Linked DNA regions of Gossypium hirsutum: region 2 is linked to region 1. The links are chromatin contacts, called in public Hi-C maps. All regions are on one chromosome and are shown on one strand. The core of a region is the stretch at or near the end of the contact, and the rest is flanking DNA. Distances in the headings are between cores, read along the strand shown. Region 1 holds the start of LOC107911851 (protein DMR6-LIKE OXYGENASE 2). Region 2 holds the start of LOC107911778 (alcohol dehydrogenase-like 4).

Region 1 (7,044 bases), core at 3,350-5,849:
CATTGTTCAAAGTTATCATGTATTATTATTTAAATTTGACATAGTTATATATATTTTTATGCAAATCGGATATGTTTATATATATATTTTATCCTTTTATCTTTTCTCTTTAATTTTTTTATATAACATTAGTGTCATTAAATTATATTTAATCTATATATATCTATATATATTATGGATTTATTAATTATTAATGTTAAGTTTTCTTTTAAAAGTGTTCATATATTATTTTTATTAAGTTTTCCACTCCATATCTATTACTCTTTTAAATTAATATGTATATTACCTTATACATTTTGATTTCCTTCTTATAATATTTACTTAAAAATGCATTTAAGTATTATTATTTTATGTACTGTTTGTTCTTTTTCTCCATTTTTAATAATATTTCATGCTTATATACCTATATTGTTCATTTTTACAAATTCTTGTACATATGACTTATTTATTATAATTTTCTTTTTAGTGTATCTTAAGAAAAGTTTGATTAGTAATTCATTTACTTTTTGAATGTTGTATGATCGAGATTATGGTTGCTATTCTTGTTTGAATTTATCCATCGCTTGTTTATATTATTTGACGATCTATCGTCCACTAGTGTATCGTAATTTACGAATTATTATTTTGAATTATGCACTACCATTCAATCGGATCACAATTTATTTAAATATCAAAAACACTTTTATTCAAAAAGCTTTCAAAATAACACGACACTGGAGATTTGTGATCCTCGAAAAGATTGTGTCCTAACTCACTGGATTCCAATATCTAAGAGACCGAATATTCCTTTTAATTAACACACAAATAAAAAGCCCATTCTCGGGAATTCGACACGTTGTATCCTAACACATTGGATGTGAGGTGTCGTTTTCTCGAAATGAGAATTTTTCTAACAAATGAGAATAAAGGCAATATTCGATATTTAGGAATTTTGTGAAATTAAACCTTAACTTATTGGGTTTTGACTTTCTCATTTGACCCGAATAATCAAATATCCTTCTCAAATGCATGGGTTTTTAAAGTTAAAAGATAAACTTAATTTTGAAGATTAAAAATGATGCGCCCTAACTCACTGGGTGTGACATTTTATTTCTTTGAAATAAGAGTGTTTTATTATTCAATTTATTCAAGTTAAAAGGATCATATTTTTAAAATCTTTTCAAAATTTTGACATTAAGACATTAAACAATCAATTCGGTACCAATTTTGGGCGTTACGTGGGTGCTAACCCTTCCTCGGGCGTAACCGACTCCCGAACCTACTTTCTCAAAATTCGTAGACCAAAACCGTTTTTAAGGTGAGCCGATCACACCCCAATAAAGGATCGGTGGCGACTCCTATTTTATTTTCAAAAGTCGGTCCTTTTTTTAAAAAAAATGGTTTCGACAACATACATTTCAAGCATTTAAGAATATAATTCAGGTTACACGAACTTACCTCGATACTTGTTCGTATTAAAAAATCTACTAATCCAAAAATTTTTTCTTTCCTCGATCTAACTTTGTATTTGAATTTTTTGGATCTAAATAAATAAATTTAATCATCAATTTAATACATTTCATGTTCATATGTAACATTCTCTATAATTCCACTATTATTTGTAGTTCATTCAAAGCTGTCTACTTGAGTTGTAGTAACTAAATTATTTATATCTCAAGCTACAGAATTTCAAATTAAAAACCGCTTGATGTTTCTGAAACTAGACTCAAATACCTTTCTACCATAAAATTTAAAATTTTTTTTGGTTTAGCCAATAAGTATAGTAAAATCTTCAAACTTACCCCTGTTCTGTTGTCTGACAGCTTCGACATTTCTTTGCTAAAAATTAATTATCTCTTAGTACAAAATTTTGATAATGTTTTTGTTTGTTTATATTGAAAATAGACTCATTAATAATTTAAAAATTAAATTTTAACCCCTAATTATTTTTATCCAATTTTTGATGATTTTCTAAAGTCAGAACAGGGGAACCCGAATTCATTCTGACATTGTCTCAGAAAATTTATTATATCTCATGATTTACAATTCCATTACTTATACAGTTTCTTCTATGAGAAACTAGATTCAATAATCTTTACTTCCATTTTTTTCATCCTCTAATTCGATTTCCACAATTTATGGTGATTTTTCAAATTTAGTCTACTACTGCTGCCCAAAACTGTTTTATTGCAAGATGTTTATTACCATTTTTCCCCTGAGCTTTTAATAAATGGTAATTTCGTCCCTACTCAATTAACCCAGGTTTAATTATTATATTTACAAAAATAACCCAGGTTTAAAAATAATAACCAAAATAACCTGAAATGAACAGTAAAATCGGGTTGTGGCCAGTCAATGGCTGGAACCAACTCGTATTTTAGACCCATGATTGCCTGATAATTGTGTCAGACTTAAAAAAATGATTTTTTTGGTTCTGGCCTGTCAATGGCCGGAACCAGTGTATTTTTTTAGATTATATAATACTGATATACAAAAAAGAAAAAAATAAAAAAAAATTTGGGTGCTGGCCTGTCAATGGCCGGCACCCCTGTACACGAAAAAAAAATTTCGAGTTTTGTTATGTCAATGGCCGGTACTAGAATACGAGAAAAATTAATTTTTTTACTTTTTTCGTATATTGATACCTGCTATTGACACGAAAAAAGTAAAAAAAAAATTCCACAAAAAAGGTGGTGCCTGCCATTGGCAGGCCAGCACAAATTTTTTTTTTACTTTTTTCGTATATTGATACCTTCTTTTGACACGAAAAATGTAAAAAAAAATTCCCACAAAAAAAGTGGTGCCGGCCATTAGCAGGCCACCACCAAAAAAATTTTTTTTAAACTTTTTTCGTATACTGATACCTTCTTTTGACACGAAAAATGTAAAAAAAAAATTCCCACAAAAAAAGTGGTGCCGGCCATTGGCAGGCCACCACCAAATTTTTTTTTAACTTTTTTAGTATACTGATACCTTCTTTTGACACAAAAAAAGTAAAAAAATACGAGTTAGTTCCGGCTATTGACAGACCACAACCCGATTTTACTGTTTATTGCAAATTGTTTTAGTTATTGTTTTTAAATTTGAATTATTTTTGTAAATATAATATTTTTTGGGCTATTAAAGTAAAATAGCCAAGCCTTTGTCGACAGCTTTTCTTGTTGTAAGCCTAGGGGCTACCTGCTTATTATAAGTGACCACTCTTTTTCGGCTTGAAATATATAAATATCTAACTCTTTTTGCACATTTGATTAAAAAATTATTTTAACTTTTTATTAATTTTTCTAAATTTATAATTTTTTTTTATTTTTATCAATTTTTCTCAAAATTGATGAAAAATTAAATTCTATTAACTTAGTTAATGTAAAATATATATGAATTATGATTTTGTGACATGTTAGTATTTAATTAATTTTAAAAATATTTAATTAATTTTAAAAAAATTAAAAAAATATTGTTTTATAACTTTTTAAAATTTTTTAAATTTAAAAAAATTAATTGAATGTTGATGTATCATCCATGTGTAGGCCACATTAGCAGAGTTAAGAAATATTAACTTTTCTATTCATTTGGGTGATTTGACAAAAAAACACAAGTTGAAATATGAGTGTTGAAACGATTGGTTCGGTTATAATTGAACCGAACTAGCATTAACCGAACTGTATAATTCTTTAACTGTTAACCGAACCGAAATTTTTTCAAAAAAACTTTAACCGAACTGAAATATTTTGATTAATTCGATCGGTTAACTGAATTAATCGCAATTTATATGTTTTTGTCTTTTAGTTAAAACAAGTATAAAACATATCAAATAAATACATTGAAATTAACACATAATATTAATTATTAAGTTTGGTTAATTCGGTTAATTACTTGATTTCGAACCAATTAACCGGTAACCGAAATTCCAAAAAACCATTAACCAACCTCCAACCAAACTATATGTTCGGCTATCGGTCGATTAACCGAATTAGTTCGACTCGGTCAGTTAATTTGGTTTTAATTGAAGTTTAAATATCCCTAAATTTAATAACTAAAAAAGACGAAAAATTAAATTAAAAAGTAAAATATTTTTTTATAAAATTAGAATGTAAAATAAATCATTATTATTTAAATTGTAAAATAGAAAAAATATTACATTAATTAATGGTGTTAGCGTACCGACATGAGCATGCATTTGAATTTGGTTGCACCCGTAAATAAGTTAATGAGATGGTTGTTAAGGTATGGAATAATTTCTATTGTCTTTATAATTACAAATACAAATACTAAATCTAATTAATAATATTTTTAGATATTAAGATATTTAGGAATTTTGAATATTTAAATACTATAACCGTCATTTAAAAAGAAAAAGAAACTAGTGACTTGGCAATCATTCACATGTGAAAGTAATTTGACATTCCTGATTAAACTCCAAGAATACCATCTTCATGTTCACATGGCCTTTAACATTAGTTAAGTAATGTGATGCTGTAAAAGCTGTAACATCATTTGTCCGATTCTGGAATTTTGCAATTAAAAATAAATGGCAGAAAGATTACGTACATCTTGTGATATCAGCATCTCAACGTCATCAGAAAATGAGTGGTTTAAATGGGTGCTGAAAGCCGGAACCTCCAAAGTTGTGCAAAGTAATTAAATATCATACTCCATTCCCATGGCGCTCTCCACCACCAAGCCACTACTCACTGACCTCGCAACTACAGTTAAACTGGTGCCTACCAATTACATCAGACCAATCTCCGACCGTCCAAACCTGATTGATGTTCACGTATCAAATGTTTCCATCCCTCTGATCGACCTTCAGGACCTCCATGGCCCCAACCGCTCTCATGTTCTTAAACAGATTGCCCTAGCTTGCCAACATGATGGCTTCTTTCAGGTACCCAAACAAATATTTTGATTTGGCTGTAATTGTCGCTTGCTACTCCTACTAGTTAAGTCTGTTTAGTGATTTCTATTCTACTGTATGATCAGGTTAAGAACCATGGGGTTTCAGAATCCACCATCAACAACATGCTGCGTTTAGCTAGAGATTTCTTTTATTTACCGGAGAGTGAGCGGTTGAAGAATTACTCCGACGACCCGTCCGTCGCCAACCGGTTGTCAACTAGTTTCAACGTTAAGACGGAGAAGGTTGCCAACTGGAGGGATTTTCTGAGACTCCATTGCTACCCTCTCCAAGATCACGTAAACGCATGGCCTTCAAATCCCCCATCCTTCAGGTTTTAATAATATAGTAGCATAAATAAGCCAATGGTTTTCATCTTTTAATTTTAAGCATGACTGAATTTGTGGTTCCTGTCAGGGACGACGTAGCCGAGTATTGCAGTAGCGTTAGAGGTTTAGTGCTACGACTGCTTGAGGCCATATCAGACAGCTTAGGGCTGAAGAGAGATCATATAGATAAGACCCTAAGCAAGCATGGGCAACACATGGCTTTAAACTACTATCCACCTTGTCCACAACCAGAACTTACTTATGGCTTGCCTGGCCATACTGATCCTAATTTAATAACTATTCTTCTTCAAGATGACATCCCTGGATTACAGGTTTTAAGAGATGGCAAGTGGATTGCTGTCAATCCCATTCGCAACACCTTCATTGTCAACATCGGCGATCAAATGCAGGTGAAGTGGTGGATTGTGATTGTAACCTTTGTTTATTTATTTGTTAATCCAGAAAAAAAAAGAAAAAGAAAAAGTGAGTGGTGATCTTTTGTAACAGGTAATTAGCAATGATCGTTACAAAAGTCTGCTCCATCGAGCTGTTGTGAACTGCAATAAAGAACGAATATCCATCCCAACCTTCTATTGTCCCTCACCTGATGCTTTGATAGGCCCTGCTACGGACTTGATCGACGATGATCACCCTGCAGTGTATCGAAGTTTTAGTTATGGCGAATACTATGAAAAATTTTGGAAGAGGGGACTTGCTAGCGAATGCTGCCTCGACCTGTTCAAAACTTGTATTCCATAATTATCTATTCTCATGAATTCATATTTTAAAGTCGAGATTAGACGGAGTTGTCTTATTCGACCTCCCAGATAATGTTAATTACTGAAGCGTCTTAATTAAGGTGCTAGATGATGGTATTTCACTGTTTCATATACATTTCCATCTCTGCAAACGGGACTTGCAACTCACCTTTTCCTACCTTCTACTTTTTCAATTTACAAGACCATCAAAACTTTAATGCCAATTTTGAGGATTTCAATTTGGATTTTATTTATATACGTAAAGTAGTTATATTAAAATTGTAACCAATCTATGAATTTGAAAAATTATAGTGAATTTTACTTTTTTAGCAACCTAAGGAAATTACCCAACAGGCTAGAACCGATGCTAATGAAGAAGACCAACACGCTCTCACTAGTAGGCCTTGAAACTGGTTATAACACAAGCGCCATTAAAAGCTTGGTGGCTTTGGGGGAGTTTGTATCACATTCTCTCTACCTAATGGTCCCCGTCATCGAATGGTATGGTTGCTAGGTCAGAATTTCTAGGGATTTTAACTTTCTATAGCTTTCGTTCCATCTAATTACATAAACTATTAATTTTTTATAATATTTTATGTAATACATAAAAACATGGTTTAATTATTCAAAACTTTACTCAGTTATTTAAATCATTACAAGGGATAAATTACTAAACGAAATACTCAAAAAATTCTTATTACATAAACTATTAGTATTCTTATAATATTAATGCAACATTGGAGTTGATGAAAAGTTTATAGTAAGGATCTCTTTCTAGAATTCTTTATAAGCACCCAAAATCAATTCATTGTATCATGGAAAATTAAGGCTATTGTAGGTGTAAAAAAGAACTTTTCTTTCTCTCCCTAAGTGCTATTTAACTTCTAAAGTCTTCTTCCCCTCCTCCCTTTTAGAAAAATATGGGTATCACATATATAATAATTACATTATTATTTACTATAATAAAAATTTATTCAAATTAAAAGTGATTTAATTTAGTTACAATTTATCAGATTTTCGTTAATTTAATAAAGTATGGGTCAAATATGTGTATGTAACATCCAATTCGATCCGATCGCCAGAA
Region 2 (7,052 bases), core at 2,897-5,396, 200 kb after region 1:
TCTAGTGCAATGATGCAAAGTTGCTGGATTAATTGTTTCCCATGATGTATGTTCCTTTTAAGTTGATTTATGTGTGATGTTCTGTCTATTAAGGGTAATGTTTGTGTAGCTTCATTTCTGCATGTCCTATATACTCCCAAGCATTTCAATGCTGTTTATGGACCCTTTGCCATAACAATCCTCCTACTAAATCTTCCACCTGTGGCAGTACAATCAAACTTTTCTGTTTTAACATGGGTCGGATTGTGTCTTATGTGCATGAAACTTTTGAAGAGTGTATTCTGCTCTTGCACTGAGGACTTGCTTATCAACTATTATACATTTATACTCTTTGCTCTGGGGCTTCCTACAGTTGTGATGATGCAATGCTTGGTCATATTTAGAGCTTTGGTTTAGTTTGTGCTGATTGAAATCCAGAGGGTACCTCAAATACTAGTATTTAGTTATATTCTAGAGTATTCTAGGTATTTGCATTTCCATAGCATTGCAGTTTTGCTTGTTAAATTACAAAATGTTTCATTTGTATAGTAGCAACTTGCTAATTACTGTAGCTTTGCCTGGCACTAGAAGCAAAGGAATACTTATTATCAAAATATGACGTGTTTGTTGCTGGAAAAGGAATTATTTGAAGTGGTTTAGGTTGGGATGGCAAGTGATTTTGTGAATTATTTCTCGATTGTCTGCCCTCTTTGGTCAGTAAACCGATGTTGGCTTATCGGAGACGATGTCCTAGTTTTCAAATCAAGTGATATGTAGCTGCTTTTAGACCATCTTGAGAATGGGTTGCTTGACTTTTCATGAATGAACGAATCTGTAATATTCTATTATTCACTTGCAGGCTGAAAGTGCAATTGCTGCTCTCAACTGTAGTGGTGTGATTCTGGGGTCATTGCCCATAAGGTTAGATCCCTGTTTTTTCCATCAGTTCTCCAAATGATTTTTTTTTGCTATAATTTATCTGCAAAGATTGATTAAGCATTTATTCCCATTGTGTTCTGAGTATATTATTGTTGTTGTGTATGATCAGGGTAAGCCCATCGAAGACCCCAGTTCGGCCGCGCACCCCTCGCCTTCCCATGCACTGAATCATTGTGGCACTCCAACTGATTTTAGTACTGGTTTATATATATTTAAAATCCATACACACACCCATGTAAAGATGTTTCCCATGTGGATGGCTTGTCCATTTATATTATATATATTGTCCTCTGCAGCGCTTGGTTGTTTACCCTAGGTGTTGTTGTCTTTTGTTTATTCTTGCAACTTGCAGTACATAGAGTTGGATGGAACTTCGAGGCTTTGAAAGATATTATGCATTATTACTCACTAATGTGGACAGGGTTTGTCCCAAATTGAACTTTTTGCACATTCTGGGCTATGTAATTGATGGAGTGGTTCTCTAGTACTTTTGTGTCACTGGTACTGTGCCAAGCTTTGGCTTGATGCCACTGGAGATGAGATGCCCGCTCTATCAATTCTTTTACCTCCTCTCCTATTTAGTCTTAAATTTGTGTTATTTCATTTGATCTTTTGGGCGGCATTAGATAAAATTCATGCTAGTTGGATTTTTTCTTGGGTGCATGAACTATATGATCTGATCTGCTTTACGCCAATATCAATCAAGTCATTGAGAATTCCAGGTTGTACGTTCATGGAGGCCCCGAACTTCCGAAGAAAAATAATATAGTTGGGATACCAAATTGATCGATAGAAGTTTTACATCATCTAACAAGCAGGAAATTTGTGGGGGGCTCATGCTGAACTGAAGCACCGTAAATTTAAGAAAATTTTACTACAAACAAGCCAGTGATTGTGAATCAACCGGCACCTATATGATTTATTTATATAATTTTATTGCGTAAAAGCTCAGAGGTGCAGAAGGCATCTAAGCGATTTCCCCTCGATTAGCAGTTGAAAAGCTTCATTTATGTTGTGGAAGGGAAGCTCATGTGTGATAAACTCGTCCAAGTTCAGGGTCTGGAATCATATTCCAAAAACTCAGTTTGATTGTAAGAAAGAAGCAGGGCTTGAATTGATGATTTAACTTTTACCTACCCCACACATGCATTGTTCGGCCAACTTTGGCAGTTGGGTTTTGCCTTTGAAGCCTCCAAAGATGGATCCTACGATTTGGCGTCCGTTAAATAACTCCATTGGATGGAGAGGCAGCAACATTGGGCTTGGGTGAATCCCCAGTAGTACTGTCAGTCCCCATCCCTGTGTATGCATGCCACACTTTGATGATTAAAGGGGGACAACAATAGATGAAACTGGGAAATCAGAGGCAGGGTGATAAGAGGAGGGAGTTACGGTATGGGTGGACAAAAATGCCTCTCGAAGAACTTCAAGGTTTCCTACACATTCGAAGCTGTAGTCTACACCTCCCTCTGTAATAGCTCCGATTTTCTGCGCTCACCCATTTGTTTTTTTAAGTCTATTATATTCCACAGTTGCATAAATGATGATTACTAAATACTAACCTCATGCACTGGTACGTCTAGATCCTTTGGGTTTATGAATTCTGTAATTCCCACTGCTTTGCCTGCTCCACCGCCACCCACAACATTATATAACCTTCCAATATTAATTTACTCATAAAACACTAAATCTTGCCATCGCTAGAAAAGATGGGGGGGAATAAATACCTTTGAAAAATTTGCTAGGGTTGATATCAACGCCTATTATTTTCGATGCACCTCTTACTCGTGCTCCTTCAGCTACCTGCTCCATTCCAAGTTGCCATTACTTCACTATTTTATATCTTTAGCACATGGGATGATTCACGCTACGTACTATATGATTTACTTGAAAAATATGCATTTCTATTTTATGTTAGATTCAGGAAAAAGCAAAAGTGGCAAGGAAATCAGAGCTGTCTACATATAAAATTTATGTATTATTTAATTATTTACGGCTTATCCGGTTCACGCTAGATTGCATGGTTTGATTCTTTTCACTTCTCAGTAACGTCCAACACTGTATTCATACTAAAATATGAATTTTATTGGGTCAGCAAAGCGACTCACAGCGAGTCCCACGGCACCCAACCCAAAGATTGCCACGCTTGAGCCAGGTTGCACGTTGGCTACATTCCAAGCTGCTCCCACGCCTGACAAATTGACAGTCAGCCAGAGACATTACTACGAGTTGAATATAGGCCAACAGAGAGGGATATTGTTTTTTTGGTGATTAGTTTATACCAGTTGAGACACCGCAACTTAAGAGGCTCATTTTCTCGAGGGGGGCCTTGGTGTCAATCTTTACTACACAGGCAGAATCAAGAACGGTGTACTGGCTGAAAGTGGAGGTGTTGAGGAAATGAAAGATGGGGTTCCCATCCATGGTGGAAAACCTCGTCTTCCCATCATTTACCATCACGCTCTTCAATGGATTCACTCCAAACTTTTGGCAGAGATTAGTTTTTTGGCTTCTGCAACAGATGCAGGTGCCGCACTCCCCTTGGAAGAAAGGGATGACATGATCACCTATTTTCATGTCTTCAACACCTTCCCCAACGCTCTCAACAATCCTGGAACAAACACCAGCATATCCTTCATTCATCAGCAATACGCTTTCATAGTTTTCTTTGGGGGAAAACAAATATAATTAGTTCCTGGTCACATACCCTGCAGCTTCATGGCCTAGAATTCGAGGATATGCTCTCTGTGCTTCATTCTTTAAAACAAAAGCCACAAGGGTCAGAGGTTGAGATGAAAGAGTTAAAAACAAATGATTGATGGGTTTAATTACCTCGCCTTTCCAAGAACTGAGATCCGTGTGACAGATTGAAGTGAAGAGAATCTTGACCCTCACCTCCATCTTTTGAGGGGGTGCCACTTGAACATCTTCAATGACGAGAGGCTGTCCAGGACCCCATGCTACAGCAGCTGCAACAAGGGAACATCACACTCAATCTAAATCCCGGATTGTTGATCATAGGAAAATAGAGAGAAAACCAGAGGCGCCTTTTGTTTACCTCTGCAAGTGATGACTTTCCCTGCAGTGTGGGTTGACTCGGTCTCATACGAATGGTAACCAACATCCATGTTCTTCTTCTCTCTCTTAATGAACCAAGCAGCTGAGATTGTATCAGAAACCTGGTGTAGAGTTTGTTTTGATGTGAAAAGGCGGGTGTTTGAAGCTTCATTCTGGGTAATATTTATAAGCTTAGATTAGTAATCTCACATGGCTTGATGATTAAAAAAAAGGCTGTTTAATTCGTGTGGAATTGTCTAATCCCTGATTATTGTTTCTTTTATTGCGCAATTAATTTGTGGGGTAATATGGTCCAACGCACCAGTTTTAATCGAACAGTCCAAATATTAAAATTTTATAATCAAATACGCTATCATTTTTTAATCTGACATGTGATATATTCATATTTTTTTTAAAAAAAATGAGGCGGTCATATTGATAGAGAGACCACCTATGTTTTCAAACAATATTTTGGAAGAAATAAGAAATCCCCAGAAAAAGAATTCTCAGGAACCAAACACACCAAAAGCAAGAAGGAAATTGAAATAATAATAAAACCCCCCTTAGATCCTCGGAATTTAACCATAAACCCATCAATATCTAATATCAATTCAAGTCAATTCCCGATGATATTATTGTTACCGGTTTTGTTTCCAAACGGTTCCTTTCGAGAGAAAAAATAAAGTCAATCAAGTGCATCGTTGACTTTTAAACAGGACAGGAAGGGGATAGGAAATAGGAATATAAAACTTTATATTATTATTATTTTATATAAAATAAATTTAAAAAATATAATACATATTAAAATAAATATTTTTCAATAAATTAAAAATATATCAAAAAATATTTTTATATTTAAATAACACTAAAATAACTAAAACTTAGCAAATAAATACCTCTAACATAATATCAAAATTAATAATACAATAAAAATTATTCAATATTCAAAAAAATAATAACAAAATAAAAAAATAACAGCAAGACAATTGCAGCAAATAATTCACTAAACCAAGGCAAATTCAGCTGGCTTGGGAAGAAAATAAGTTGGCCCATGCCCATGCCCATGCACATGAAATTGACTCCCACCTTACTTAATTTAAGTGGTTGAGATGGAAGTATAAAAATTAAATTTATTTTAAAATTGTTTTTATTTTTTATGAATAAAAATAAGATGGAAATCAGTTTTAAGCCAGTAATTTCTTCGTTTTCCCCTTTTTTTACTTTGTAAGTCGGTCTCTTCCGCATTTTCTTTCTTGGTTGCAAAAGTAAACCTTCCTTTTTTTATACCTCAATAGCAGCCATAATGTTATAACAAAATAGGAGTCCAATTGACTTGGTCTCTAAACTTTTTTTATACCTCAAACACAAAAATTCAAACCTACTAATGTAATTTTCCTCCTGTAACGTACTAAAAGAAAAGAAATAACAATCCTCATAATTGGCATCACCATAACTTATCTATAAAATTAAACTGAATGACAAATTTAGTCTTTAATAGTTGCATTTTTTTGTTAATTTGACTTTTATTTCTTTTTAAATTAAAGTTAACTATTAGCCTTTCAAAAAAACTCAGATCGTTTTTTCAGTGGAAATATTGATTAAAACATTAACCTTTTAACAATGTTGGTGTGACAACCCATGTGATAATCCACTTATACTTTATGCTGATACAACACTATTTGTCTTATATACCATGCTAACAAATAATTTAAAAATTATAAAAGTATCTAAAATTAATATATATAAAGTTTATAAAATTCAAAAATTAACATGAAGTACATGTGGATTGTCATGAGAGTTGCCATTTTAAAAATTTAACGTTTTAGTCAATATTTCCGTTAAAAAATGAAAAATTTAAATATTTTAAAAAAAGTTGAATTTAAAAGGTTGATGGTCAAATTCAACTCTTTTTATCTGTTTAGGACTTAAAATGGGATGACACCTAATGAAATCTAGAGAGGAAGGGAAACCGTCTGTAGGATGCTTTTATCTTTTTAGGAGTGTATGTTATATACTTAGAGATAAAACATACCAATAGAAGTTTAGTGCAGACAACGATGATGGTATTTTCCTTGGGTACTTTACAAATAATAAGACTCATAAAGTGAACAACAAGTGCACCAATGTAGTTATCAAAGTTGTACCAAGAAGTCCCGTATCTAGTGAGTATGCAAAAAAAAAAAAAAAACTATGGAGCCAGTTGTAGAAGAAATTGCAACTAGGCAAATTGTTAGTACTGATAAACTTGCATATGTCTTTTCCTAACCACAACCATCCCCAAGGGTAGGCAAAAACCATCATTTGGATAGTGTAATTGGTGAAATTGATGGTAAACAAGCCTAGCCCAAACTATCGTGACATGGTTAGGGTGGTGTGTTGCACTTATTCCATGGAGCCTAAGAAGTTTGAAGAAGCTCTCAAAGATGAGCATTGGATTCAAGCAGTGCAAGAAAAGATGAATCAATTTCAAAGTAATGATGTATGACAATTAGTCCCCAGGTCTGAATGATGAAATGTAATTGTTACAAAATTGATATTTAAGAATAAGAATAATGAGCATAGGAACATCACTACAAACAAAGCTAGACTTGTGGCTCAAGGTTACACACAGGTGGAGAGAGTTGGCTTTGATGAGACTTTTACACTTGTAACTCGTTTGGAGGCCATCAGACTATTATTGGTCGTTGCAACTTTCTTAGATATCAAATAGTTCTAGATAGATTTAATCATTGTGTTCTTAAATGGTTTCATCAGTGTAGAAGTGTTTTTGGAGTAGCCTAAAGGATTGGAAGACTCCAAGCATCCCAATCATGTTTACAAACTCATTAAGGAACTGTATGGATTAAAAAAAAACCCCAATGATATTGTATGAGAGGCTTTTTAAGTTCTTACTTAAACAAGTTTATACTCATCAAGAAATAAAGATGATTGATCACAATAGCTTAGAATGTCATTTTTGGCTTAATGATACATGCATAGATGGGGTGAAATTTATTAAATTCAATTCACCAAAGCAGCCAATTTTAAAGTTTGGAAAATCAATCGACTTGCAACAATTTTTTTGATGTGATCCAAGC

Evidence for each region. Hi-C and Micro-C count contacts between places; a contact is called where the count stands out from the background.
Region 2: a Hi-C map of leaf shows a contact between it and region 1, with 1.7 times the contacts expected there. The contact joins the promoter of LOC107911778 here to the promoter of LOC107911851 in region 1. A contact is called at or near these places in 2 of 34 Hi-C or Micro-C datasets (leaf and petal).

Annotation. Positions count from the first base shown.
Region 1 is chrD08:39,820,270-39,827,313 of Gossypium_hirsutum_v2.1, forward strand. It overlaps LOC107911851 (protein DMR6-LIKE OXYGENASE 2), which reads left to right and starts at 4,600. Exons shown (of 4, transcript XM_016839802.2): 1 at 4,600-4,864; 2 at 4,960-5,207; 3 at 5,291-5,612; 4 at 5,710-6,090. The coding sequence starts at 4,640. The coding sequence ends at 5,961.
Region 2 is chrD08:40,022,621-40,029,672 of Gossypium_hirsutum_v2.1, forward strand. LOC107911778 (alcohol dehydrogenase-like 4) reads right to left here and starts at 4,147. Exons shown (of 10, transcript XM_016839706.2): 1 at 3,977-4,147; 2 at 3,751-3,887; 3 at 3,626-3,675; 4 at 3,201-3,529; 5 at 3,027-3,109; 6 at 2,646-2,721; 7 at 2,481-2,542; 8 at 2,311-2,406; 9 at 2,056-2,217; 10 at 1,667-1,977. The coding sequence starts at 4,046. The coding sequence ends at 1,867. It overlaps LOC107911784 (polyadenylate-binding protein-interacting protein 11), which reads left to right. Exons shown (of 11, transcript XM_016839737.2): 10 at 839-900; 11 at 1,028-1,402. The coding sequence ends at 1,085.